6 separate regions of the Mus musculus genome follow, and regions 1, 2, 3, 4 and 6 are each linked to region 5. Evidence: chromatin contacts called from public HiChIP or PLAC-seq and promoter capture Hi-C data. All regions are on one chromosome and are shown on one strand. The core of a region is the stretch at or near the end of the contact, and the rest is flanking DNA. Distances in the headings are between cores, read along the strand shown.

The links. HiChIP or PLAC-seq counts read pairs in DNA pulled down with a chosen protein or histone mark. Capture Hi-C pulls out chosen DNA fragments and counts their contacts.
Region 1: an H3K27ac HiChIP or PLAC-seq map of embryonic stem cells shows a contact between it and region 5, with 2.1 times the contacts expected there. The contact joins the promoter of Syf2 here to the promoter of Aunip in region 5. A contact is called at or near these places in 3 of 39 promoter capture datasets (embryonic stem cells and liver), 7 of 115 datasets of contacts at active chromatin or transcription factors (bone marrow-derived macrophages, craniofacial prominence, effector CD8 T cells and 3 more) and 2 of 9 other capture datasets (embryonic stem cells and pancreatic islet).
Region 2: an H3K27ac HiChIP or PLAC-seq map of embryonic stem cells shows a contact between it and region 5, with 7 read pairs. The contact joins the enhancer-like site here to the promoter of Aunip in region 5. A contact is called at or near these places in 1 of 39 promoter capture datasets (cranial neural crest), 1 of 484 Hi-C or Micro-C datasets (bone marrow-derived macrophages), 10 of 115 datasets of contacts at active chromatin or transcription factors (T-cell acute lymphoblastic leukemia, bone marrow-derived macrophages, embryonic hindbrain and 5 more) and 3 of 9 other capture datasets (adipose tissue, liver and macrophages).
Region 3: a contact with region 5 is called in an HNF4G HiChIP or PLAC-seq map of pancreatic cancer cells. The contact joins the promoter of Maco1 here to the promoter of Aunip in region 5. A contact is called at or near these places in 3 of 39 promoter capture datasets (the HPC-7 cell line, neural stem cells and second pharyngeal arch cranial neural crest), 1 of 484 Hi-C or Micro-C datasets (bone marrow-derived macrophages), 11 of 115 datasets of contacts at active chromatin or transcription factors (embryonic forebrain, embryonic limb bud, embryonic stem cells and 7 more) and 1 of 9 other capture datasets (pancreatic islet).
Region 4: a promoter capture Hi-C map of pancreatic islet shows a contact between it and region 5. The contact joins the promoter of Tmem50a here to the promoter of Aunip in region 5. A contact is called at or near these places in 1 of 39 promoter capture datasets (embryonic stem cells), 2 of 484 Hi-C or Micro-C datasets (B cells and granulocyte-monocyte progenitors), 14 of 115 datasets of contacts at active chromatin or transcription factors (the 230-238 cell line, the SCID.adh cell line, bone marrow-derived macrophages and 8 more) and 3 of 9 other capture datasets (adipose tissue, embryonic stem cells and pancreatic islet).
Region 6: an H3K4me3 HiChIP or PLAC-seq map of embryonic stem cells shows a contact between it and region 5, with 11 read pairs. The contact joins the promoter of Zfp593 here to the promoter of Aunip in region 5. A contact is called at or near these places in 1 of 39 promoter capture datasets (erythroid cells), 1 of 484 Hi-C or Micro-C datasets (B cells), 5 of 115 datasets of contacts at active chromatin or transcription factors (bone marrow-derived macrophages, embryonic stem cells and pancreatic cancer cells) and 3 of 9 other capture datasets (adipose tissue, liver and pancreatic islet).

The regions. Positions count from the first base shown.
Region 1 is chr4:134,929,729-134,934,447 of GRCm38.p6, forward strand. It overlaps Syf2 (SYF2 homolog, RNA splicing factor (S. cerevisiae)), which reads left to right and starts at 1,252. Exons shown (of 7, transcript NM_026780.3): 1 at 1,252-1,290; 2 at 1,452-1,556. The coding sequence starts at 1,267.
Region 2 is chr4:134,815,318-134,819,883 of GRCm38.p6, forward strand. All of the region lies in intron 6 of Maco1 (macoilin 1), which reads right to left. Among named protein-coding and RNA genes, the nearest start is that of Maco1, 36 kb to the right of the region's middle. Within about 2 kb of position 2,669, at least 6 of the 459 cell types and tissues checked have an H3K27ac peak or open chromatin away from gene starts, as enhancers often do. A contact at or near this core is called in embryonic stem cells, where this site is marked.
Region 3 is chr4:134,851,285-134,855,971 of GRCm38.p6, forward strand. Maco1 (macoilin 1) reads right to left here and starts at 2,061. Exons shown (of 11, transcript NM_025382.6): 1 at 1,754-2,061. The coding sequence starts at 1,833.
Region 4 is chr4:134,913,323-134,918,025 of GRCm38.p6, forward strand. Tmem50a (transmembrane protein 50A) reads right to left here and starts at 1,594. Exons shown (of 7, transcript NM_027935.2): 1 at 1,567-1,594.
Region 5 is chr4:134,509,682-134,514,355 of GRCm38.p6, forward strand. It overlaps Aunip (aurora kinase A and ninein interacting protein), which reads left to right and starts at 1,318. Exons shown (of 3, transcript NM_001081099.1): 1 at 1,318-1,488. The coding sequence starts at 1,411. Paqr7 (progestin and adipoQ receptor family member VII) reads left to right here. Exons shown (of 2, transcript NM_027995.3): 2 at 1-556.
Region 6 is chr4:134,243,680-134,247,988 of GRCm38.p6, forward strand. It overlaps Zfp593 (zinc finger protein 593), which reads right to left and starts at 1,912. Exons shown (of 3, transcript NM_024215.2): 1 at 1,625-1,912; 2 at 1,346-1,408; 3 at 1-1,251. The coding sequence starts at 1,824. The coding sequence ends at 1,110. It overlaps E130218I03Rik (RIKEN cDNA E130218I03 gene), which reads left to right and starts at 84. Exons shown (of 5, transcript NR_040436.1): 1 at 84-143; 2 at 225-296; 3 at 556-734; 4 at 1,228-1,423; 5 at 1,744-2,194. It overlaps Gm30191 (predicted gene, 30191), which reads left to right and starts at 3,269. Exons shown (of 4, transcript NM_001372229.1): 1 at 3,269-3,673. The coding sequence starts at 3,584.

The DNA.
Region 1 (4,719 bases), core at 2-2,501, 420 kb after region 5:
AGATGTTTCCATCCCAGAACCCACATGGTGGCTCAGGACCACCATAACTCTAGTCTGACCTCCGTCGGCACCAGGCATGCAGGTGGTGCATATATGGATGCAGGCTAAAACCCCATACATAAAAAAAGAAATAGGCCGGCTGTAACTTCCTCATTTAGAGGTATGTATTGCCTTCCATTTGATTTGTGGGGATTTTGTGTGCTAGTTAGACTCAACTCACCTGCCTCACTTCTTCCAGCCAAGTAACTCACTCATTTCTTTTAATCCAGAGACAGGATTTTTCTTTTCTTTTCCTTCCTTTCTTTCTTCCTTCCTTCCTTCCTTTCTTTTTCTTTCTTTTTTTTGGTTTTTCGAGACAGGGTTTCTCTGTGTAGCCCTGGCTGGCTGCCCTGAAACTCACTTTGTAGACCAGGCTGGCCTCGAACTCAGAAATCCGCCTGCCTCTGCCTCCCAAGTGCTGGGATTAAAGGTGTGTGCCACCACTGCCAGGCGCAAGCCAAGTTTTATTAAGCTTGAGAAGTAGCTTCCTACAGGGGAGGGGGACTCAAAAGAGAATTGCCCACAGTTTACATTTTTTTCTTGCCAGTGCTTAAGCTTTTAGATATCCCATGTCTTATAGCACTGGCTAGCCTAGAAGTCACTGTGTAGCCTTGGCAAGCCTCATACTTGATATTCTCCTGCCTCCACCGGCTGAGACGCTAGGAGAATGCCACCACAGCCGATTTGTACCCAGCTATTTTTACACGTGGGATGGCTTTTTCATTTCTAAAATTAATTAGTCGTCGATTTTGAAAGGTACACGTTTCATATATCCCTGTCTTATTCCCGAATTATCTTAGTGACCTTAGTAGTTGCTCTGGTGCTGGAATGTGAGAGTGAACGATATGGGGCCCGCCCTGCTCTTCTACAGTTAGTAACATCAGCAAATTATCTACTCTATGGAAGGGACTTAATGCGGATTAAATTCAAGAGAGACAAGGTTCTTTAGAGCTGGTGACAGGATACGCAGTCCCCAACCAGGCGTCCCATTCTATGTGGTGACAGGTTCGGAGCACTTCCTCATCCTTGTCGTCCCTCCCGGGCCCCGCCCCCGCCCCGCCCCGTTTGCGCCTGCGCATAGCCATACCACGCGTCAGTCCCTCCCACTAAAAGGAGCGTGAGAGGCCGGAAGAAACTGACGCCATCGGGAAGGCTTGAGTCTGGGCCGCGGGCCAGAGGCCGCCGGAAGTGCTCAGCGTTGTTGACGGAAGTAGAGAGAAGGCTGTAATGGCGGCTGTGACTGAAGTTGTGGTGAGTATCACCGGCTTCGCGTAGGTGTCAGTCCGGGAGACGCCGGGGCTGAGGACATGGGTGGGATCCGGGTGCGGCTCCCGGGGAGACCAGGGTGCCGGGCCCAGGCCTGGGCCGTGGCCCCTGGCAGACGCCGAGCCTGAAGCCGGTTATGATCGCAGGTCCCCGCGGATGGCGCGGAAGCCAGGCCCTTGGCGGCCGAGGAGCTGGCGGCGCAGAAGCGGGAGCAGAGACTACGCAAGTTCCGTGAGCTGCATCTGAAGCGGGTGAGTGGCGGGGCTGCGGGCCAGGCTGGCAGTAGGGCTGGAGGAGCAGGAGGAGGAAGGCGCACCACGCACCAGATCTCCGGACCCGGCGTCCCCGGGACCAGATCTCCGCCCGCCGGTGGGTCTGGACTCGGGTTGAGATCGCTTTGACACACGTCAAAAGCCCCACCCGCCTGCTCCACCCGGCCACACCCACATTACCGGGTGTACCTTAGGTTTTTCCTCTTGTTCCATGATTCTTCGTTTTTCATCTAGGGAAATAATTGGTTAGAAATAGTAATCAGACCTTTCTCACCTTAAAAACAGCGAGCACACACTTTCCCTTTTCTCCGAGTTCAGACTCAAAAAAGTATAACTTATTTCCCATCTCTTGTTTGGATGTCTACTCAAATCGTAAGCATGGCTGGCGAGTCACTCTCAACATTAGCATTCTTTCCCAGAAGCTAGCTCCCTCTCACTTCTTTATGTGACTGCTTGGTCATCTGACCCTTTTTCTGAACCTGCTTGTTTTCTTGGACTATAATTCAAAAGGCATGCTATATCTTCTTACTGTCTCCCTTCTAGCACCTGCCAAGATTTTCAGCCTGCTTGACTTGTTTTTGTCTTGATCTCTTTTTTTTTTAAAGATTTATTTATTTTATGTATGTGAGTACACTGTAGCTGTACAGATGGTTGTGAGCCTTTATGTGGTATTTGGGGATTGAATTTAGGACCTCTGCTTGCTCTGGTCACCCCTGCTCTCTCCGGCCCAAAGATTTATTTATTACAAAAATTACTCTGTAGCTGTCTTCAGACATACTAGAAGACAGTGTGAGATCCCATTACAGGTGGTTGTGAGCCACCATATGGTTGCTGGGATTTGAACTTGGGACCTTTGGAAGAGCAGTCAGTGCTCTTACCTGCTGAGCTATCTCTCCAGCTCCTGTCTTTTTTTTTTGAGACAGGGTTTTTCTCTGTATAGTCCTGGCTGTCCTGGAACTCACTCTGTAGACCAGACCAGGCTGGCCTCAAACTCAGAAATCCTCCTGCCTCTGCCTACTACCAAGTGCTGGGATTAAAGTGCCCAGTCCAGCCCCTGTCTTGAATAAAGTGTTTCTTGGGCTGGCAAGATGACTCAGTGTTAGAGGCCCTTGTACAAGCCTGGCCACCTGAGTTTGACCCCTGAAACTCAGGGAGAAGTGGAAGGAGGGAGAGAACTGACTTCCGTCTTCACAGGGTTGTCCACAGAGCTCCACACAAGGCTAAGGCATGCGCATGCACACACAGAAATAAGAAAATGTATTTGTGGCTTTGTATGTATGTGTGCTCAAGTGTCATGGAGTGTATGTAGATGACAGGACAACAGGAGTAAGTCAGTTTTCTCTTTCCATAATGTGGCCTTTCCAGGGATTGATGTCATCTGGCTATGTAGCAGTCACCCTTACCCATTGAGCCATCTTGCTGGCTCAAAAGAACTATTTTTTTTCCTTTTCTAAAACATGGCCTTTGAGCCTCCAAGAATATAAAACAAAACAAACAAATGAGACAGTGCATCTCTGAACATTTACAATGTAAACAGTGGTTCTCAGCTTTCTTTATGCTCTGGTGACACACAACAATAAATTTATTTTGTTGCTGCTTCATAACTGTAGTTTTGCTGCTGTAAATATCTGGTATGTAGGGTATCGTATATGTGACCCTTGTCACGACCCACAGGTTGAGCACCACTGTTCTGCGTGCTGGGGATCATGGACCAAGCACCTGCTGCAGAAATCCTAAAGGCCAGAGTCCGGACACCTAGAACACATAAATAAATACTGGGTGGGTGTGGTGGCCTGCCTTTTATCCCAGCACTGTGGAGGCAGAGACAGGATCTCTGGAGCAAGCAGAGTAATGAGGCTGACTAGCAAACACTGAGTTCTGAGTTCAAGTGGCCATCCTTGCCTCAATATTTAAGGTAGAGATCAATTGAGGATACGCCCAACATCAGTCCTTAGCCTTCACATGCATGCACACCTGCACACGTGTGTCCATACACATGTGAATATACACAGCACACACACATAGTCCAACATTCACAGCCAGTATTCACATGCTAAGCAAAAACTCCAGTCCCACAAATATTTCTGTTCAGAAAGAGTTAATAGTAAATTATTGTGCTTAAATGTTGACTTACAGAGAGGCTGTCCACAGCCCATGCGCCTGGAGCTGGGAGCTTGCCTTCCTGGACCAGATGTCACCAGTGTGTGGCCTATGTGATATCTAACTTACATTTTCCTTAGACTAATGGACTCTGGTGGCTTGCAGCTGCCATTTCTGTGCTTGGACAGTTTATGGAGTCCTTGACTACAGAGGGAGATTGATGCTGAGGCTAGCCTAGAGTGCATTAGACCATGATGCTGAGGCTAGCCTAGAGTGCATTAGACCATGATGCTGAGGCTAGCCTAGAGTGCATTAGACCATGGTCTAAAGAAACCCAAACAAAGGAAATGCTGGTGTTACGCAGTGCTAAGATCCTCTGAATGCGAGCTCTGGGCGTTCCTTCCTTTCCCTTCTCTTGGAGTGACCTGGAGTACTGACTATGAACGACTATGAATGGTTTAGAGGTAAAGAGGCATGAAAGCCTCCAGTCCAAACTGAGGCTTTAAGAAACAAAACAACAAAAACAAACCAGGTTAGAAGGAGCCCATCCCTTAGGCCCGAGATGCTCAGTGGATGCTCTTGCTGTGAGGAGACTAAGGACCTAAGTTTGATCCCCAGAACCTGCATGGTGGCAGGAGATAGCTGCTGCCTGGGAGCTGACCTCTGATCTGCACACAGACCACCCGCCATGTGTGTGTCCACACAGAAAAGACAAGTACAGTTATAAAGAGGATTTAAAAAGTCTGTGATTGCTACTGTACTATGGCGGGGTACAGTTATGCTTTGTCAGCCTTTATTCTGAACCCCTTATGCAAGGGACCACCCATCTGAACAGGCAGAGGTGACGGCGCCCTCGGGCTCTGGAACGACAGAGCTCTGAGCACAGCAGTCTCGTTCTCTCTGTTAAACCTTCTCAGTCTTTTCCTGAGCTTAGTCACTTGCTGGGTTTTTATTGCGTGCAGTGGGGTCCCTTAGTCACTGCACATAAGACAGGGTCTGTGTGGGTCCCTCTCCTGTTTTACCTGATGGCCTTCACTCTTAC
Region 2 (4,566 bases), core at 1,419-3,918, 310 kb after region 5:
CTTGAAATTTGCAATAATATAAAGAGTTTTGAGAACAAAGGATACAAACATAATTTTGGTAAAATACAGAACACAATGCTTTAAAAAGTTTCTTTCCACTTATCTAGTTAGTGTGCACATCTGCATGCGTGCATGCACGTGAAGGTCAGAGGACAAGTTCTGAGAGTATGCTCGCTCCTTCCACAGTGTAAGTGAGTGAGAGCCATTACTTCAAGTCACTGGGCTTGGCAGCAAGTGCCTTTTCCCTCTGAGCCATCTCCCTGGTCTCCCAAAATGCTCTTTAGAAGTGGAATTCAATGAGAATATTGTCAAAGCCAAACCAGCAGTACTATACAACAAAAAGAGGGAAGTTACAAAAATATGTTTCCTTTGTTAAGAAAGAAAGGATACTTTTTCAGAAGTATACATCTAAGATCTATATACTCTAGTGTGTACATGCTCAGAAGTACACATTCAAGATCTGTATACTTTAGTGTGGATATGGCATATTGCAGTAGGAAACTGCTTGAATCCAGAGCTTCCTGAATACTAGACTCTCCCACTGAGCTACATTTCTAGCTCAGGAAACCTCATCACCCCCGCCCCCCTTCACCCCAAGACAGAGGCTTACGATGAAGCACTGTAGAGCAGGTTGGCCTCAGAGATCCACCCACTTCTACCTCCAGAGAAATGGTTTGTTTTGAAAATACAAAACAATTTATTCTCATAAAAAAATAGGACAAAAATGCTTCAGTCTTTTCCTAACTACTGTCATTAGCTCCACCAACTCTTAATTACTGCTTTCCAAAGCGTGATAGTTAAGATCAGCGTCCCTGCCTGAGAAACCCTGGGCTTCACGATCACTACCTAATGACATTAGTTGAGTACGCTAAGAGAAAGTCTCAGTGACCTAAGAAATCCATAATCTAAGCATTTCAAATACTGACAAAGAAACTTCTACTAAAGACTAAAGACTGTCTGAGCTGCCTGAGCAGCAAAACCTCGACTTAAAAGCACAAGTCAAAACGCAGTGAGCAATCTCCATGGGCTACTGCAAGAAACTGTCACTTTGAAGACCTACTACATAGTTCAAATTTTTACTGAAACAGGTGGTAAAATGATTTATAACCTCTCACTGGGTTTAACTTTTTACTATAAGAATAAAATGCAGCCGGGCAGTGGTGGCGCACACCTTTAATCCCAGCACTTGGGAGGCAGAGGCAGGCGGATTTCTGAGTTCGAGGCCAGCCTGGTCTACAGAGTGAGTTCCAGGACAGCCAGGGCTATACAGAGAAACCCTGTCTCGAAAAACAAACAAGCAAACAAACAAAAACAAGAAATGCACTCAGCATTAAAAAAAAAAAAATCTAACAAAAGAATTCAAAGTGTAAACAACTCACACTCCTCTCATTTAGGCTGAATCAAATCATACTCGGCTTGCATCTGATGTACTTCTTCCCTACGAGCCTTTTCCCCACTTTCCATGCATGTAATACATTTATCATGAAGGGGGTTAACACACATACAGCCTGAATATCAGCTGCACCTTCACCTACTCAGACACTTTCCTTAAACTACTGCACGGTGCTCTACTGTATGGTGCTAACAACTGCTCAGTGGATGAAGGTGCATTCTATAACCCACACCATGAAAGGAGAGAACCAACTTCCAGAAGTTGCCCTCTACCTCACACGCCATACCTTATATATATGTGATATATATGTGCGCGCGCGTGCGCGCACACACACACACACACACACACACACACACACACACACACACACACGGGGAGTATATAAGGACATTTACTGTATAATTTACTTACACAGGCTCTCTTCCCCTTCTTTTTAGCTAGGGTCTTATTATGTAATCCTGGCTGCACTTGAACTCACAGAGACCTGCCTGCCTCTGTCTCCCAAGTACTGGGATTGATGATGTATATCATTATGCCTGGCCACTCCATTTTCTAATTTTATAAGACGTGGCTCAATTGTTGTATCTGCTTAATAGAATGATGGATGCTGGAAATTTTAGGAGAAATATGTGAATTAGCAAGCTGAACTGAACTGAGACAGTCAGGTGCTAGGGACATTTAGTAAGCAGATATGACTACCTGTCTTAATGGTACACTTAACCCCCTTGGAGCTGAAGGTCAATACTTCTCTAGGTAAAATACACATGTATAATGTATTAATGAGAAGAAAGAAGTTCTGATTAAATAGTGTTAAGAGGTTAACGCAACATCTTCAAATGTATGCACAACACTCAATTTAACTGCCAATAGCTACCTAAACTAGAAGCAAGTCATAGAGAGAAACAAGATACAAATATAGGTAATAGTTACAACCTTCAAAATTCCAGTCGGATCAAAGGGTAGAGGACAGTACTTCCCTACCATCATGGACTCCCATCTCTCAGAGCTAAGCCTGCTCTGCCCTACCAGGGCTTCTGAGGGATTAAGGAACTCTTCCTACAAGTGCTACAACCTCATCAATTTTAGCGAGGAAGCAAATGTACTTCCTGCTTGCCCAGCCCCTGTGGGCTGGCTGGTGGGACCAGCACTGGCATAAATTCTGTGTACTTCTGTCTAGTTGTAACCAGTTACAGGTCACAATGACCTGATAGCCAGCCCAAAGCTCTGAAGCACTCACCTAGCTCTTCAGAGACGGGACCCGCCTACAGAAGCTCTCTCAACGGTCCTCAGGTCAGGCTGCAGGGCACCTAGGAAGTGGATTTGAAAGCTAAGGGCCCTCTTACCTACTCTAGTCCTATCTCTTCCCCTAATCTCAGTTATTCCCTAATCCTAACCCCAAGCCAAACTCTATGTAGTTGATAGCTGTTTAAATTCAAGAGGAAAAGATTTACATTTTAATAAGGGGAATCTCCAAACTGACTGAAGGAACTGAATGCAGATGACAGCCTTAGGCAGGCGAGATAAGAAAAACACCCCCAAGTTCTCAAGTGCCAGCCTGCACTTGGACAGATATTTTAAATATCTGAAGTTAGGGAGACCCAGAATCTAAATGTTTGTATTTCTCTGGTGATTGCCTGGAATCAGACCAAGGCAAAGATTTCTCAGAAGTTTAAAGGTTTAATGGTGCTGTGAAGTACCTTTTTTTTTTTTTTAAATAAAGCCTGCCTGTGAGCAGAGGGGATGCTTAAGGCACAGGGTAGTGAGTTTTGACAAGAGAAAGATCTGTGAGGAACAAGCTGATCTTTCTTTTTCTTTCTTTCTTTCTTTTATTTATTTATTTATTTTGGTTTTTCCAGACAGGGTTTCTCTGTGTAGCTCTGGCTGTCCTGTAACTCACTTTGTAGACCAGGCTGGCCTCGAACTCAGAAATCCACCTGCCTCTGCTGGGATTAAAGGCATGCGCCACCACGCCCAGCTCAAACTGATCTTAATAAGAATTCACCAAGAGAAAACTTGGCTCTGCAGCCACTCTAGGAGTCGTGCACCACCATGTCTCTTTGGGCTGCTGGCTGGACTCCTGGACCAGGGGGGTCAGGACCCTTGGCTCTGCAACTTTCCTCTATGTTTCTAGACCATACCCTGCTTCTAGTGGCAAAGGGGAATCTGAAAACCATGTCTAAGTTATACAGACATGCAACTGAGGCAAGTTTCCTAATGAACCCTGCTACCGATCTGTTTCCTGACACCTGCCTGTAACTGTGCAATGGGAACAGAAAATCCTACCCATTCTTCAAGGCACACTCTAGCACTGTGTGTCATAGTGCTTTCTGGAGAAGCCCTTGTGCTCTGGACGGTTAATGTGCTCATGCTTTGTGTTGGGCCCCAGCCATTCTGATGCTGAATCTGCTGTGTGAATGTGTCTCAGGGACGGGTAAAACAACTGGAAATAGAGACTATGTTCCTAAAGTTTCACGGAATTCTTACACATCGTGTCACTGATTCTCACACTGTGTCCTTCAGTGTCCTTACTCAGTAATCAGAATAGAACAGATCAGGCCAATGTCATAACTCTAGACGCAACAAACACACCCATAACTAGTGGCCTTCGATTCAGCTTTAAGAGATAGGATAAATGAATGTGTGTGCTTATGAAGGGAGGCACATATGAAAAAAGCCAATGAAGAGCCTCATCAAGAATCTAACTCCATGAGTAGTCCCTGTGTACTTTAACTCAAGATAGGACTTGTTTTAGATAAATGAAAGACCCAACCCCAGAAGAAATACTGATAATCCCCCATACCAATTTCCACTCCCCTGCCAGATCACCCACACTGACAGCACAGGCAGCATGGGTCCGTCAGGGCAGTATATGCCACGTACCTGACAGATAGCTACATGCTCCTATGTGAGATCTACCTACACTGACTGGAAGCTGTTCCAATACAGTCTATCAAGCACAGCTCAGCAAATACCAAAGTGAAGCTCTCTTGTACCTCATGGTAGGACAATTGCTTACCAGACACAAATGTCCAAAATAAAACACCATCCTGATGGACTGATTACTAGGTGAAACTGTACTAAAAAACATCTTATATATCTGCTCCATCTCCTGTCACACACTGCGGAGCCTCCAATAGGCATGGTCCCCACAGAATCATGTGTTTAAATGCCTG
Region 3 (4,687 bases), core at 811-3,310, 340 kb after region 5:
CTGAAGCACCAATTAGGTTTTTGAAGTTTTACACATGAAACTGAATGATGGACGTAGTGTTTTTACTATTAACCTTTAGGGTAAGGAAATTCAAAGGCTAAGTAAGGCCCATTAGTATAACAATAGATCTTCATTAAAAGAGGAACTCCATGTCAACTGCTCCGCTGCTGAGTTACAAGTCATAAACCAGGTGTTTGTTTAAATAGGAAAAAAGCTAAAATACACCAGAAATCAGGCAAACAACACAGCTGTTTCCAATCTTGTCATGAGGGGGCTCATCTTCTGTGACTGTGAATAGAAATTCAAATACCACAGGGTCCTAACCTGCCAACTTTAACACACTTTTTCTATTTTCTATTCTTGCGCTGCTATTAATGGGAAGTTCTTCTAATGTTTTCAATGGCTAAGGAAAAAAGCCTTCCTTCATTCAAGAATTTATAGTACGCAGGCTTGCCTCCACCCATTCAATCTGCCAGAAAATTTTGGGTTTGCTTTTTCAGTTTTACTTATTGTCACATCTGATTCAACAACCATGTTCATCGGTTTTGCTAACAGCTGTGTCCTGACTGACTCCAACACTGTTGAGCAAATAGTATTCACGTTTGTTGAATGAATGGATGCGATCCGTGGCTCCTTACGTATCATCTAGCCTAGGATTTTGACTTCTTACTCCTTTTAAACTTGAAGAATCCCCCTTCATGGTTAGGTAAGTCACCTGCCTGTGGAGGGCAGCCACTTCACACGTGTAAACAACCGCATGTGTAAGGTGTACAGCTATGCTACAACTTGGATGTCATCAGCTACCGCCTGTATTTTTCTCCAAGATTCACAGCAAGACCTAAACCGTAAGGCGCCAAGAGGACTCAAGTAAAGCCTTCAACCGCATGCTGAGCACTCTCTGTCGTAAACTAATTACTTCGCCTCGGAAATAGGCATTTCCAGAAAATAACCTCCGCACACAAATTGGGCTTGGGGAAGCTGTGACAGTCACCGAAATGCCCCATGAACCTGTTGTCCTTCTGTCCAGGAGAAGTGGATTCAATTTCTATTTAAAGGGACACCACTTTCCTTCATGAACAGAGGATTTAAAAAAAAAAAAAAAATCCCCAAACCTGAGTTGGGCGAGAATCCCTGCAAAATATCTGCTTGCAATTGTCAGAATGTTTGCTGAGGAACTGAGAAAAGCCGCGGTCTGGAGCGGTGTCACCGGCACGATCTGGGGGTATCAGCCTTGGGCGCTCCGAGCCAAGGTGGGGACCCCGTGAGGCAGCAGAGCGCAGAAGAGTAGCCGGCGTGGCCCCGCCCCGAGCCCGAGGGTCCCGCGCCCCTGGCAGCTCCTAACTTTGGCGGCTCGCTCGCCCGGCCGCACGCGTCCACGAGCCTCGGGCAGCCAACCCCCGAGCCCAGCGTGACCCGGGCTCGGTAGGGGACCGAGCGCACAGCCTGCTGGGGACCCCCGGGCTTCTGGGCTCCGGGCCGCGGGGGTGCCGCCCCTCCCCCCGACACACCACCGCCAACGGCGGCCCCGTGGCTCCCGCCCGCGCCCGCCGCGCCCTCCGCCTGGCCCTCGCCACACCCCGTGGCCCGGGGCGGACCCTCGGCTGGCTGGCTGGCCCGGCGCTCCGCGGGCGGCGCGCCTCAGGAGAGCCCCCGGCGCGGGCATGCGGCCTAGTCGGGGGGTTACATAACGGGGCCGGGCCCCTTCCGAGCGGCGCCCGGGACCCGCTGGCCCACGCCCGGCACCGCCGCTCACCTGCCGTAGATACCCTCGGTGATCCGGTTCCGCTTCAGGGGGCGGCGGAGCTTACTGCAGTCGGCGTTCCGCCGCTTCATCCTCCCGCTGGGGGGCCGGTGCCCGAGCCGCGCCGCCGCCGCCGCCTCTCACCTCAGCCGCCGTCGCCCGCCCGCCCCGCGTCGGGCCTGAATCCTACCCCTGCGGCCGGTCACACAGACATGGAGCCAGCACCGGGGGGGAGGGGGCCAGGAGGGGGGCGCCGAGCCTCCTCCGCCTTCGGAAACAAAGAAATGACAATTCCGGGGCCCGCCCGCCCCGCACCAGCCAGCCGCCCGCCCCGCCTCCTTTGCCGCGACGGACGGCCCGCATAGCCAATCGAAGGCGCCGCCGCGCCGCGCACGGCCAATCCCGGTGCCCGCTGAGGCAACACGGACCCTTAAGCCCGCCTTTTTGAAGGACAGAAGGACACACCAATCAGGATAAGGCCTAGACGCGTGGCCGGGCCTATCAGAAAAGAGTTAAATAGAGGCTTATAAATAGGCCCTATAAATATAACATCCTATATTATGCCTTGTTGCGAAGGTACGCTTCGCGGTTATTGGGCTGCGTCTCGCCGTGGGGAGGCCCACGTCGGCGTACACCGTGTGGCGCGGCGCCGCGGGCTCCCGCCTGGCGTGTGAGAACCGAACGGCGTGGTGCGCTGCGTGTGGGGACCTTGCGCTGACATGTGCTTCAGTCAGCCGCGTCCTTATGTAAGAGGGCGTCCCGGGAGCGCCGCCGCGGCCCCTTCTGCGGGCAGCCGAGCACGCAGCCATACCGGCCGCGTCAGCCGGGCCACGAATGACAAAGCAAACCACACACACATACACACACACTCACACACACCCTGCCAGCTTCCCGCGACGTGGTGACAGCGCGCCGACCAATCGGAGGTGGTGGGGCGGGGCCTGTGCGGGTCCGCCCCTGGTTCGCGTCACCAGAGAGGGGCGGCCCCTCGGGTGCGCGCGACGCCGCGCGGGGCTGCCGGGGGCGTGTGCGGCGGCGTGGCCGGGCTCCACGTCCGCAGGTTTGCGCAGGCTGAGGGTTCCGCGGGCTCCTCCCCGGCCTCAGAGGCTGCGTGAGGCGGTCGTTTGCTCTTTCCGCCCACTAGCTCTGTAGCTTACCGGTGAGGGCGGAACGGCAAAAAGACAAGTGAGATGCTCAGCGGGGAAACGCGTTTGCTGCCAAGTCTGAGGACCGAGTTCGAACCCGGGAATCCACGTGGTGGGCGGATAGAAGGAACTCCTACAAGTTGCCGCCTGACCTCCCACACGCACGCCCACACAAACACAGTTCCTAAATAAGTTTGGTTTTGGTTTTTAAGCGGCAAAGACTACCGGGCGTTGTTGGTGGCGCACCACTTTGATCCCAGCACTGCAGAGGCATGTGGATCGCTGAGCTCGAGGCCAGCTTGGTCTACGAAGTGAAGACCGCCAAGGCTGTAACATGTACCAACAATTTATATAAACAAACAAATAATAAATAAATAAATAAATAAATAAATAGCAAAACCGGGGAAGTGTGGGAAAGTAGCCATAGGAAGCAAATCACTGGTGGCTCCTGACTACTGGCAGAAGCATTTTAGTGTATGTCTTACACAATTTTCTTGCTTAGTTGTTATTATTTCTATAAAATAGAATCGAGCACATAGTAGACATTTGGTTTCATATCAGAGTCTTCGTTTTACGTGTTGTTACAACCTTTTATAAAGATTTCTTTAAGAGGTTGCAGAATGCCCTAGCAAGTGGCATTGCCACCTCACCCCCTCAGTAACTAGAGTCCCCAGTCATCTAGCACACTTTTACTTTTTTATATGTCCAGTAACTCGATGCCATCTTGATTTGCCCTGGGACCACAGGCACCTCTCCTGGCCAGTGGTCACCCATCTTAGTCAACATCACTCCAAAGCTCTTAAGTTCCCATCAGTGCCTTCAAAGATTTCCCTGGTACCTGGAAGGGAAACCCAGTGTTGATGGTACCCAGAGTCTTAGCATGGGAACTTACTCTCCTCTTGTGAGCCACTCAAGCAAGCAATCCTTTTGAGTTGGTTGGTTGGTTTGAGACAAGGTTTCTTGCTTTGCCTTGGCTGACCTGTAACTTGGTCTATACACCAGGATCATATTTCTCTCTCTCTCTCTCTCTCTCTCTCTCTCTCTCTCTCTCTCTCTCTCTCTCTCTCTCTGTGTGTGTGTGTGTGTGTGTGTGTGTGTGTGTGTGTGTATTTCTTTGATTTTCAAGATAGGGTTTCTCTGTAGCTCTGGCTGCCCTGAAACTTGCTTTATACACCAGACTGGCCTCAACCTCACAGCGATCTACCTTCTGCTGCCTCCCATTGTGCTAGGATTAAGGGTGTGTGCCACCATGCAGGCTTACGTGCTCTGTTTTAAACCCAGCTACCAGTTTGCTCTTCCCTTCTTCCCTTCTTTCTCCCACTTACACCGTCTCTGGCAGTGTGTTAAAGTAGCTAGGGTGAAGCTTGTCCGTCCACCATGGAGGATCAAATCTATACCCTGTGGAGATGCAGTTTTGAAAAAAATGGCAAGGATTCCTGCTGTTTAAGAGCAAGCTTGAAATTCCAGTTTGGCCACTTACTAGCTTGGGCAAGTTACTGAATCCCTCAGAGCCTCTGATTACACTGAGGTCTGCCTTAAGGATGAAGGATAATGAGCCCTCAGAGCCCAGCATCATGCTATTGCTGAAGCAACTCCCTGCTCTTTTCTTTTTCCTCCTTTTTTTCCCCCTACCCAACCCTTTCTGTTGTTTGCTTTACTTGTTTGTTTTTGTTTTGGACCCTGAAGTTTGAAACAAGGTCTCCTTTTACAGCCCAGGCTGACCTTGAACTTGCAAATACCCCCTTGTCTCAACCTCCAAAGTACCAACCAGTATTTTAAGCACAAGCTAACCTAACCAGCT
Region 4 (4,703 bases), core at 344-2,843, 400 kb after region 5:
TACTGATTTCTTCAGGATGTCTGATGCTGCTTTGGTGGGGAGTGAGGTACTAGGGATGGAGTCTACGTTTAATGTAAAACTTGGTTTTAGCTGGGACTGGGGTGGTGGCTGCCTCAGCCTGCAATCCTAGCATTTGGCGGGCTGAGACAGGAGGACTGGGCTCAGTCAGAGGGCCAGCCAGAGCTACACAGTGAGTTTCAGGCCAGTCTGTCCTAAAAAGACTAAACAAGGGGCTGATGACATGGCTCTGCAGTTAAGAGCACTGACTGCTCTTTCAGAGGTCCCAGCAACCACATGGTGGTTCATAACCATCTATAGGGGGATCTGGCGCCCTCTTCTGGCCTGCGGATGTACAGGCAGCACAGCACTCATAAATAAATACAAATTAAGACAAGAAAACAAAACAAAATCAGGATGGTCTTAGCATATTTACATAATATGAATGAAGGTGATTACCTTAACCTTAAACAAAAATGTACTGTCACAAAAATGACATCTCCTCAAAGATGTCACATTTTATTATTTCAAGTCCACTAGTTCTTTAAGTGAGGGCAATGATGCTTAGCCCTCCACAGCTGCTTTCTAAACCTTAAGCTCCCTACTAAAGGTTCCTATTTGATTTTAATAATAAGGACATGATAGACTTTGGTTTTAAGGTAAAAATGTAAACTTGGATGGAAAATACTTCCTCTAGGAATCTGCACATTTTATCCTACATCTGTGTCTTTCATGCCCAGATTAAGAAGAGAACGGCTCAACTTCGGGCTTTATTTCTATTTCGTTTTTTCTCCACTATTTGTCCCTTCACCAAGCCTGCCTTCGGATGTCATTACTTTGTAAAGGGCACTCATCTTACTATCCCTAACTCTGCTACTGATGCTGTTTGTACATTCCCCACAAAAAAGGGCAGGCCTGAAACGAATTCAGACTTAAATAAAGAACGTGCAGTCAAATTACCACGGTCAGCCGAAATTGTCTTAAATCCCATAAAACCCTCCTCCTTCAAGTTCAGCTGTGCAGACCCAGCCGGAGAAACGTAACTCATCTTAATTTCACAGATAAAACCTGAATTAAATACAACTCGCTCACAGTGAACACCCCAGATCTCACATGACTCCCTAAGGAAGGCGATTTCAGTTTTAGCCGCCTCTAAACAAGCTAAAGGGAAAAACTGATAGACTTTTGTGATGAGTTCGGGTCTGAAAATACACTCGTTTTTATCTAATGATTGGAAAGAAAAGCAACCCACTATGTGTAATTGTCGGTTCCCCCAATGGCCCACCCGAGTCCATTTTTCGTTGCACAATTCTTTGACATTTTCAAAGGCAGACCCGCCCTGCAGACTGGAGGAACAGGGCGCGGTTACGCGTGGGCCGAACCCCGACGCGCCACCGTCGGATGAGCGTGCCCAGCTCCACAGTTCTGGGGAAGAGTCCCCGCCACAGGAAGCGGCCCCGCAGGTCGCGGGATCTCAGCCCCGGCGGCGGCGGCGTCCAGGAGCTGGGGCACGGCCACTGCCGCGAGTTCGAGCCCGGCCCGCTGCTCCGCCCTCCCGTCCGCACTCACGTCCAAGTCCGGAGTTGGGAGTCGCGGCGCGTTTGGTAGCCTCGGTTTACTCCAGTTCTGCAAGAAAACAAAACAGCCACAGGCAATCAGACTCCCGGATGTCGATGTGCCGGTCCGCCCCCGAGTCAGTGCGCATGCGGATCGAGAGCGAAGGGCGGATCCCTGGGGTGCAGCCTATGGGCCACGCCCACCGCGCCGACAAGTCTGTGGGTTACCCGGACTCCCTTGTCACTGTGAGAAATGCTAGAGTGGAGCCTGTCTTCTGGGATGGGACCAAGGAAGGGAGGCAACAGTCCACCTGTACTGTTTGGTTTTGTTGTTGTTGTTACACTTTTTAAAATGTATTCTTCTTGTCATTGTGTAGAGATCAGACAGATCACCCACCCTCCAAGAGTGGTCCTTCTTTTCCTTTCGTCATATGGGTCCCAGGAATCAAACTCAGGTTATTTGACTTAGCAGCAAGTACCTGCTTTACCTGCTGAGCCATTTTTCCGGCCCGATGGTGACTTTAAGAGGGCTGGCATGGCCCTGCTGTCATCTCATGTTCACGTGGGTGGCAGGTAGTCAGGAGCCTGTGGCACAGAAGGTGGTTGGGTGGCTCACTGCCTTGCAGGAGGGATCATCTCTCCGGTCCCCAGCATGAAATCTATGTAGCTTTTGTTGAGAGGGGGAATTAGCTGATTAGTATTTGAAACTATACAATACCCCCTCCACACAACCCCCCTTCCCTCCTCCCCCGCCCCCCCGACTGTGCCTGAACCCAGGGCTCTACCACTCAGTCCAGGTTCTAGACCCATAACCTATTTAACTTTTACATGTTTTACATGATGAGTATTTTGCTTGCATGCACATCTGTGCGCCACTGTGCACTGTGCTGGCAGAGGCCAGAAGAGGTGCCTGGAACTGGAATTACAGCTGTTGTGAGCTACCGTGTGGGTGTAGAGAACTGAACCTGGGTCGTCGAGAGAACAGCCTGCACTCTGAATCATCGCGTCATCTTTCCAGCAACTCCAGGACCTATTTTTAAATGGACACATTTCTTAGCCCTAGAGATTAAAGGTTTATTGTGACTGGCTAAAGACTGGTTAATGTCTCAAGGTCAGGCAGTGCTCCCCCAGCCCTGTGTGTGTGTGTGTGTGTGTGTGTGTGTGTGTGTGAGCGCGCGTGTGTGCACATGTGTGTGCATGTAGGCATTTATTTCTTTAGTTGCTATTCTGGACCTCCCCATGCTAAGTTGACATTCTACCTCTGACCTCTGAGCCATCTCTCCAGGTCTTTTGCTTTTGTTTTTGTTTTTTCCCAACATGGTTTCTCTGTGTAGCCTTAGTTTTCCTGAAATTTGTTCTCTAGGCCAGGCTGGCTGGCCTTGATCTCAGAGATCTGCCTGCCTCTGCTTCTCAAGGGCCAGGATTAAAGGCCCACACTACCACCACCACCACCACCAAACCCAAATGCAGATCTTAATGAAAACTTTTAAATGTCTATTCATATTTTTTAACTGCTCTTAGTAAAGCTTCTACGAAGCTAAGTTCTGCAATGAAATCTTGCTGGAGGTCTGCTGGAGCTATTGGGTCCTGTCTGGGTAGAGCTCAGGGTTGGGTGAAGCTCCTAAGTCAAGATGCAGGACTATTGAAGCCACCGGGGCAGTGGAGGTGAAGGGCAGGCCACGGTCCACAGGGACAAACAGCCAAAGCTCCTTCTTCTTTGCGTTGTCTCTACTTCTTTACTGGCTGTATTAGTTACGTTGCTGTTTTTGTGATAAAATACCTCACTCAAAGCAACTTATAGGAGGTTATTTGGAATATAGTTCTGGAGGGAGGAATCCATCATGGGGCCAGGGATGTGACAGCAGGTGACCGGCACAGTGCTTTGAGCAGGAAGCTAGGGGCTTACATCTTCAACCCCAAGCATGAGGTAGGGCTGGAGACTTGGAATGGGGCAAGGATTTATAATCTCATGTCCTACCCCTAGTCACATACTTCCTTCAGCTGTACCACCTACGCCTCCCCAAACCACGCCGCCATCTGGGAACCAAATATCCAAATATCCAAGACGATGGGGGACATTTTTTATTCTGTTATACAGACCAATCTATATGAGTGGGTTCAGCCCCTGTGCATGGTACTCCATGAGACTATGAAGGAAGCTATCCAAAAGAGACCTGTACTTAGGTCAAACATCCTACAAGCCTGACTGGCAAGTCTGACTGGCAGGTCCAGGGCGAGATTATTCTGGGCTAAATAGCCCTGCTAAATAGCCACTTACTGCCTATCTCTGTTTGACTGGCATTCTTGAGACAAGCAGTTAAAATCCTCTTTGGAATATGCAGACACCACTTTCAGTTCCTCTTGGCTACCCATTGGCTACCCATGTTGTTGAGGTAGGCTGTTAGAATTACCAACCATCTGTGCAGTTCTGCCATGCATCCACCCGTCCCTTTGCCCATCTGGACCATGTCCTGCCCTTCACCTCCTCTGCCCTGTTGGCTTCAATAGTCCTGCATCTTGACTTGGGAGCTCGGCCCCGCCCTGAGCTTCAACAGACCTCCAACAGGGCTTCACTATCTTATTTCCACAGAGGAGTTATCTGCTCTATTATCAGCCTTCTGCTTATCTCTTCTTCTTCTTCTTCCCCCCCCCCCCCCCAGTTTTTTGAGACAGGGGTTTCTCTGTATAGCCCTGGCTGTCCTGGAACTCACTTTGTAGACCAGGATGGCCTCGAACTCAGAAATCTGCCTGCCTCTGCCTCCCGACTGCTGTGCCACCACACTCGGCTCTGCTTATCTCTTCTTCAGTGTCTCTCAAACACCTTAGACTCAGCTATGACCTCTTTAACCCTCTGTGGGCCTTCTGTAACCTACATACAGACATATATAGATTTACTGCATTCTGTGTGTTGTATGACTGAGAGTTATTATTAGCAGTTAAGATTGTTGTAAAGACCAGGCAGTGGTGACCCATGCCCTTTAATTCTGGCACTTGGGAGCTAGAGGCAGGAGGATCTCAGTGAGTTCAAGGCCAGTTTGGTCTATAGAACAAGTTCCAGGACAACCAGAAATACACAAAGAGAAACCCTGTGATAAAAGTAAAGAAAAAAAAAGAGGAGCTGGAGAGATAGCTCAGCAGTTAAAAGTGTTA
Region 5 (4,674 bases), core at 68-2,567:
ACTTCATTCAGTCCCCAGAACTGCAGATGAATAAGGAAACAGATAGGACATGTCCCGCCACTTATAATATATTCTAAGGGTTTTCGTGTAATACATATGAAATTCATATATAAAATTTATATAAAACCAGACATACGAAAAGTTACAAGAAATATTCACCCAGGGCTGGAGAGAGGGCTCACTGGTTAAGAGTGTGTCCTGCCCTTCCAGGAGATCTGAGTTTGATTTCCAGCACACATATTGGGTGGCTCACAATCTCCTGTAACTCTAAATAATAATTACAAACTTTCTTTTAGTTCTGCTTTGAACTGACAGAGATCTGCCTGCCTCTGTCTCTCAAGTGTTTGCATTTAAGCCTCCCATGCCTGCTAGACAAGCACTCTAACAAATGAAGTTACAGCCTCATCCCTGGATTCCAATTTTGTTTCTTTTGTTTTTTTTTTTGAAACAGTGTTTCTCTGTCCTGGAACTTGCTCTGTACACCAGGTTTGTTTTGTAACTCACAGAAATCCACCTGCCTCTGCTGGGATTAAAGGCCTGTGGTTCCACCACCCAATTCCTTGATTCGATTTTTTATTTCATGTTTTCAAAGATCTTCCATGTATTGGCTCAGTTACTCTTACATGCCAATTAGTGGCAACCCCTAGTGTCGGGTAACCAACCACTGGGTCAGCCAGGGACAAAAGGGTTTAGAGTGGGGTCTAGAACCTGGCTCCACTGCTCCAGGAGGGGAGGCTCTGGAGTAAAACTGTGCAGTCTGAGACTGGAGAGATGGCTCAGCGGTTAAGAGCACTGGTTGCTCTTGCAGAGGACCCTGATTTGATTCCTAGCTCCTATATGGTGACTCAGAAGAGCCTATACTCTAGCTCCATCCTCGGAATCCTACTCTTCTGTCCTCCATTTACACCTATGCTCATGCGCGCATGCCTACAGACACCCCCCAACATAATTCTTAAAAATTATGCATAAATATATTTACATAAATATATCAACACAATATATTAATATACACTCACTTATAGAGTATATGCATGTATTTTATTTTATCATGTATTCTATAATACTTATATAGTATAGTCACAAATTATATGAGTACATATTATATATGTGGATACATATTACATATTATAATATGTATTCATATATATATTTCTGAAAAAAAGTGCAGTCCTGCCAAACCAAACTTGGTAGTGACCTACACATGCAGAGGGTGCAGAGTCCACACAGGAATGAAGAGCAAAGCAGGAAGAGCTCCCGGGAACCGCCCGGCTTCCTTAGCGCACTGGGCGTGGTTAGGGGCGGGGCTTACGTCATTACGGCCGGGCAGAGCCCTGCCTCCTGCAGTGGCGGGAGATCTGAACGCGGGTTGGCGCTAACGCCGGCTGCAGTGGTGCGCGGTGCGCGGCCGCCATGAGGCATAGAGGGCCCGAGGAGGAGGCGTGTGGTGTGTGGTTGGACGCGGCGGCGCTGAAGAGGCGGAAGATGCAGGTGGGACGCCAATATTGAGGCGATACGCGGGCTTTGGGGGACGCCTGAAGGGAGGGGGTCGGCATAAAGGGAGGACGGGATTCGGGGCGACTGGCAGCGTGAGGCCTTTGAACTGGCGCCTCAGGCGTCCTGTGGCATGCTGGGAAGGGCTCCACGACTGGTCACCTACAGGGTGCGGTCTACCCAGTTTGCCAGAACCAGCAACATGGAAAATGCAGATCAGATCGGGGATCTGGCCCAACATTAAATGAGCATCCCTGGGGTGCTGGAGACTAATTGGGCGTTTAATATGCGTTGGCTGTGTCATTAATCTTTTTTTTTTTCACTAGTGAAAGAGGGTTGAGTAATCCAGGTTCCCCCAGTTCGCTTATTACCAACAAGTGTTAGACAATTGCTTGTTTAGCATCTTATGCTGGCCGTTGTGTTTAGGGTTTTAAGTAATATTACCTTGTTTGGTCCAGCTATATGCTAGTATCAGTCCAATTACCTAGGCAGAACATGATATGTCCCCATAAGTAGTTTCAAGAGAAATGTGACTTTTGGAGTTTAGAAAGATTGCTGTTGATTTGAGACTATTAAAGCAGATTGAATGGAACAGGTGGAGATCTGAGATTTAAATAGTATGATTAGCAGTCTAAAGAGCAGCTGTTAACCATTTTTTGCTGATGAAAAATTGGAGATTCTTGGTTTTTGTTTTGTTTTGAGCCAGGGTTTTTTTTCTGTTATGTAACTGGCTATTCTGGAACTCACTGTGTAGAGCTGGCTGGCCTTGAGCTCAGAGATCCACCTCTTTGCTTCCCTAGTGCTACGATCAGCGTGTGCAACCACACCCGACTGAAAAATTGAGGATTCTTAAAGTCATCTTACAACCGAAGTCATTTTCTTCCCCGGGGACAGCGTTTCTCTGTGTAGTCCTGGCTGTCCCTGAGCTCAGAGAGCCACCTGCTTCTGCTTCCCAAGTGCTGAGATTAAAGGCCACCATTGCCTGGCTGAAGTAATTTTTTGAGGGTAACAAACTTTCACATTTTTTTCCTCTTAACATTTTTGGAGCCGGGCGTGGTGTCGCACGCCTTTAATCCCAGCACTCGGGAGGCAGAGGCAGGCAGATTTCTGAGTTTGAGGTCAGCCTGGTCTACAAAGTGAGTTCCAGGACAGCCAGAGCTATACAGAGAAACCCTGTCTCGAGAACAACAAAAACAAACAAACAAACAAACAAACAAACAAAAAAACCAAACCAAAAAAAAGAACATTTTCGGAATAGGTAATAAATCGATGTGTTCTGAAATGTAAACATATAGTCTGTGAGATATACTCCTGGCTTTGCCTGTAATTAACACACACACACACACACACACACAAATGCATCTTTTTCCTATTTACAAATAGTTGCATGCTATACACTGGCAATTTGTGTATATTTAGGTTTTTTAAATTATTTTAATGATATCATTGTGTGTGTGTGATATGTACAGGAGTACAGGTGCCCACGGAGGTCAGAGGTGTGAGAGACCCTCCCTGAAGCTGGGGTTACAGGTAGTGGTAAGCCACCTGATATGGTGCTGGGAATCGAACTCGGGTCCTCAGGAAGAGTCCTGTGCGCTCTTAACCACTAAGCTGTCTCTCCAGGCTGTCCCCACCTACCCTGTCCCCACGGATGTCTGTGTCGGTGACTTTGGAGGGGGCAGTAGTTGCACGCACTTGTGAGCTGTGTGATACGAGCACTGGTGTAAGACCCCCATGCTGGACCTCCGCTCAAGTCCCGGGATGAGCTGGCCAGCACCCCAGTGACCGAGAGAAAACCACACCCGAGGCAAACCGCAAGAGGTTTTATCATCAGCTAGCTGAGGACGAAGTCCCAACGCTGTGCAGGGCACCGGAGCGGACAGCAGGGGGCTTTTAACAACTAGCTGAGGAGTTGGGAGGAGTTGGGAGGAGTTGGGAGGAGTTCTTCTCTTCCGGGTGTCCTTGGTGAAATTTACAAGGCAGGAGTGGGGAGTGAGTTCTTTCTGAATTTTTATCTCCCGAGTCCTCCGCACAGGAAGGCAGGCATCTCTGGTTGTAAAGTATAGAAACAAAAAGGCTTTTTGCTGGCTATAGAGAACAAAGAGCTTCTTTCTGGCTGTGTTTTTAGAGATCAGGGAAAACAAGCTTGGGGAACATTTAGGGGCTTTACCTTCCAGGGAGAAACGCTCTAAGTCGGGGTCCCACACTGGGAACTGAACTTGGCTCCTCTATATGGGCAGCAAGCTTTCTTAACCACTGAGCCATGGCTCCAGCCTGAAGCTTGGGTTTTTAATTCTTGCCTCGTGAATCGGGTTTTCCTAGAGTTGCCTTCATGCCTTTGTAATTCAGGGACATGTATAGAATGTCGTTCATTGTAATATTACCGTAGTTGGCTCAGGCTGCCGTAATGAGATACCATAGACTAGATGGCTTAAACAACAGAATTGGGGCTGGAGAGATGGCTCAGCGGTTAAGAGCACCAGCTGCTCTTCGAGGTCCTGAGTTCAAATCCCAGTAACCACATGGTGACTCACAACCATCTGTAATGGGATCTGATGCCCTCTTCTGGTGTGTCTGAAGACAGCTACAGTGTACATATACATAAAATAAATAAGTAAATCTTTTAAAACAAAAAACCTCAGAACTGGTTTTCTTAGCTCTGAGGACTGCTCGCCTCGGGATCAGAGTGTTGTCATATTCCTGTTTTGGCGAGGATTCTCCTAGCTTGCAAACAATGTGCTGGGGTGGCATTGTGATGCCTGTGTGGGTGCACGTGTGGAGGAGGAGAAACAGCAGGCTCTCTAGTGTCATTAGAGGCTCCCTCAACCTCATCCAATACTAACTACTTCCCAAGTCTCCATCTCTACATACCATCTCACCGGGAGGTACTGTTTCAGTATGTGAACTCCATGTAACACAGTTCAGTCCATAGCAGAGGGGTGTGTGTGTGTCTGTCTGTCTGACGTGTCTGTAGTCCCTAATTAATGAAAAGTTGTCTTCCATCTTTTGCTATTTAAAACAGCTACTGAGCTGATGGCATGGGACTCAGAAGCCAGAGGCAGGAGGATTCCATGTTTGAGGCCATCTTGGTATGGCTGAGTTCAGGTCAGCTTGGACTATACAGGGAGGCTGCCTTGGGGAGGAACAGCAACAAAATCACCACAAACCCAGCCTGGCCTGGTG
Region 6 (4,309 bases), core at 662-3,161, 270 kb before region 5:
CAGCTGCTCCTAAGGCTGGCAAGGCAGCAGCAGGCAGGGGGGGAGGGACCAGATTTAAAGATCCAGCCGCCCTGCCCCCTGCCAGACTTGGGTAAGCCGGCATCGGTGAGCATCCTCTGAGCATACAGTGCCCAGGCAAATAGGTCAGGGACCCCTATGCTCTGGTGTCCACTTCTTGGCACCCTGGGCGACACCCAGTCTTCATTTCTGTTCCCATTTCACAGGCCAACAGGGAGGACAGTGCCCCCACTATGAGATTTCGACGCCTGACTCCTGGCTACTTCCGGGTGCTACAGGTAAGGAAATCTACCTACCTCTTCCTCCCAACTTCCCCCAACGACACGTCTGATACCCCCAACAGTCAGGCTGTCACGTTCCCTGCTGCCTGACTAGCCGGGACCCAGATGGGCAGTGAGGCGAGAAGGATTGGGGTGGAATCTCCCTGGGGCAGAAATGGCGCCTGCATCTTCTTTACCCAGCTGCGCCATCTTATACCCTTCTTCCTGCCTAGAAGCCTCAGTTGACCCTTCACGTGCACCCTCTGTGCTCTCCCAGATGCAGGTGGCTGGGGAGCTGAAGGCAGAGCCCCGGAGTCCCCTGGTTGGGATTGTGGCTACATTGTTGGCTGTCCTCGGGTTAGGTGGCTCCTGCTATGCAGTATGGAAGATGGTGAAGCAGCGGCAACCATCACAGGCCCCGTGATGAGGCGGGTAGCCTCTCGCCCAGGCTTGGAGGTAGGCGATTCAGGGGAGGGGGCTGCAATATCCGAATCCCACTTTTTTCCCCTTGGGGATTAGTCTCAGCCATCGCTAGATCCTACTCCCAAGTTTTACGCTGTACCTAGCCAGACTCCAGCCTAGATCCAAAGAAGCAGGGGGAGGATACCCGTTCCAAAGCTGGACCTAGTAGGGAGTAGACATCTTGGCCCAGAAACCCCTGGTAAGGGAAGTTAGTATCGGAGGTGTGCCCTCTTGTCCAGGTCCTTTATTTTGGGCAGAACACCCGGAAGAGAGCATCTCCGCAAACCGGAAATCCAAAATACACACTCTCAGCTTGGCTGATGAACCACTGCCCATGGGCAGTTCCTCTGCCCTGCATCCTTAGGCCACTCAGGTGGACGTGTCCATCTCAGGGATATCAGTGGACACTTCTGTGGGCACGCCCAGCCGCTGGGGTTGAACATACGAGCCCATGCCCGCTGCCCTCTCAGCTTCTTCCTGACTGTAGGGTTCGACACTCAGCTGCTTCAGCCTGGGAAAAAGAAGAGTTGGAGATCGGAGCTCACCGAGTGCAAACCCTTCCTGCATGGCACCCATCCGCCAGTCCTCTACTGACCCCTCCATACCTTTTCTTGTGGTCTTTGGATCGGAAATGGGTCTTCAGGTTGGCTGAATCGATGAAGTACCTCCTGCAGGAATGTAGGGTGAGGGAAAGAGTGAAGGGGTGAGGTCTCTCACACCTCCCTGGCCCTAGCTCGTTCCCAGACATCGGATTCTGAACCCGAAGTGATAAGTGGCGGGTTGACCCAGGGATCCCAAGACAGAACCTTCTAGCGGCTCGCGGCCCGGACCTCGCTGCCCCTAGCTAGTACCTCAGACCCTGCTCCTCCCCAGGCTGGACTCACGCGCAAGCCAGACAGCGATGCAGGCCGCCCCCTGGCAGGTCCGGGTCGGGCTCCGCGTCCGGCTCCGGCTTGGGCCGCGGGAGCCCCTGCGGCCTCAGCTCGCGATGAATCTCATCCAGGTCCGGCCGCCGCTTCTTGGCCTTCATCTGGCGGGCTAAGGAATGTGCTCGGTGCGCGCCGGTCCGCCGAGAGCGACCCATGATCAGAGAGACACCCACACACAAGACCAAGAAACAGGGAGTAGGGAAAAGACCCACACGTGTTGGCGCTTCCGGGCCGCCCAGTGACGTCACGAGAGGCCCGCCCGGGGGCGGAGCAGGATTGGACAGACTGCCTCTGATGACGTCACGGTCGGGTTGGCCGTTTGAGCGCCCCCAGATGGTCGTCGATGATAGTGACTGGGCTCTCGCGGGGCGTGAGCGGGCTTGAGGGGAGCCGGTCCCACTATTCTGCCCGCCCCATCCTCACTTGCCGGTTTCCACACCCCGAATTTCAGTGGTAGGGGATGCTTTTAACGTCTCTGGAAGCACTGTTGCTTGTGCCATGAATAAATTACTTCATAAATGAGAATTAGTGTGGAATCATGGATGGGTCACCCAGAGATACCCCTAGGTTCTAACAAAGAGCCTTGTTCTCCTCACCTACCCCCCACTGGCGTTTCATTTTACATCTCTCCTCTGTTCTCCCTCCCCCACTCTCAAGCAAATTCCTGGGGCAAAAAGCAGAAAATTGTTTCACAAAGAATCTACCACCTAAGGGGTCTGTCCTTGAAGAGTGCTCAGCTCTTTTTACAAAAAGAGCTTTTTGTCTGTTGTTGGTTGGTTGGTTGGCTGCTTGCTTGCTTGGTTCTTCAGAACTGGGGTTGGTGTCCAGGGCTTCATATAATCCAGGCAGGCAGTCTAACAGAGGAGTTTGGGGTGGGGCACCACATCACTAGCCCAAGAGGAAATGTCCCTAGAAGAAGCCCCCCACCTTTGCTTTCTTTCTTTATGCCCAGGGAGGGCTGGCAGGAAAGGGGGAAATGACCAAGAAATGGTGCCTCTGCTCATCTTGGCCTGGTGCCTCTCAGGCTGGCCAGAGCCAGCTCCACTATATGGGGGCAGAGGACCTCAGCAATAATTAAGCATTCTGGCTCTTTGGAACCAGTTGCCAGGAAACAGGGAGTGAGGCACGTGCATCCCTGGGGAGAACAGGTTTCTAGGCCAGACCCGAAGTGAAATGGAAGCCCAGCGTGCTGACTGGAGGTCTGGGATCTTCCAACTCCAACTTATGAGGACTGGGTAGACACAGGGTGGGACCCTGATGAGGACCCAGCTAGAATGGCAGCGATCACAGGATGCATAGGTATGGCTCCTGGACTCAAGACTCCACTCAAGTGGAAAACTTTTTCTACAGCTATTGAGCCGCCATCAGTATTCCCGACTGCAGGCAGAAAAATGGACTCTCCAAAAAGCTGACTTTATTAACTTTGGCCAATTTGGGTCAAGACTTGGGGCTGAAATGGCACAAGCCTGCCCCAACCTCAGAATCCGTGGGATCAAGTTTACCTGCCTGGCACTGTGCCAGCTGGGGAGACTGGTGCATCTTTCATGAAGTCACCGGATCCCGGGGACAGGCTCTTGGTTCTTCCAAGTTTCTGGGACCAGAGCCACTGGTGCCCACTGAGCTACCAGCCTTCTGTGCCTGAGTGCCAGGACCCTTTTCCCCTGCAGCCATGAACCAAGCCTTCTGGAAAACTTACAAGTCCAAAGTGCTACAGACGCTGAGTGGAGAATCTGAAGAGAACTTGGCAGAGGAGGTGGGTACTGTCCTTATTTTCTAGGCCAGACAGACAGCCAGCCAAGGTAGGGAGCACAGAGAGCATTAAATAGTCTGGGGAAGAAGACAATTGTAGGTGGGCTTCCAAACAGCACAGCGCAGCGACAGAGATGTTCAAGAAAATGAAGGAGAGCTAGGGCCATGAGAGAAGCAGTCGCTGACTCCAAGGATCTCAGGAGCTGCCATACGAAAAAGATCGTTCCAACGCCAATATCGGCAGTAGACACAAAAGTACGTTACACTTTATACAGCTTTCTAGTGGACAAAGTTAAGCAAAAGTGGGATCCCTTGCCTGCAGAGTAGTGAGCTCCTGTTTATGGCAGTAGGGAGTGGCTCTCACCCTCTGCGGACCACAGTAGCAGCATCTGATGAAAGCCATACTTAGGCCGTACTTGGTTGTGAGAGAGAAGGCAAAAAGGACTTTGAAACTAAGACCGTTTATGTCTAGTAGTTGTGATAAATGGCAGTTACACAAATAGATGCGGCAGGGGGCAGGGACAAGCCCGGCGAGGGGGTGGATAAGCCTATGATTGGACAGGTGCGTGTCCAAGACTGGCTTCCTGTGGATGTGTCGGCAAGAGAATGCTACAATTAGTGTCTCTGTGGACAGTCCGGTGCAGATGTGAACTGGATTTAGTGAGTTTCCATACATGTGCGTTTTGAGCAGAATTCTGTACCTGCGTGCTTTCATGTGGGCATTTCCGGGGGCTACGTTTGGTTGGTAGAGAAATTTGGAGGGCTGTGCCTAGGTCTCTGTTTAGCCAGCTTCCTGCAGGAGAGGACACAGGAATGAATTGCTTAGCCTCGTGAGTGCTCTTGCCCGGGTGCCTAGACTGCACACCCGTGTGTATACAGGGGGAGAGGTCT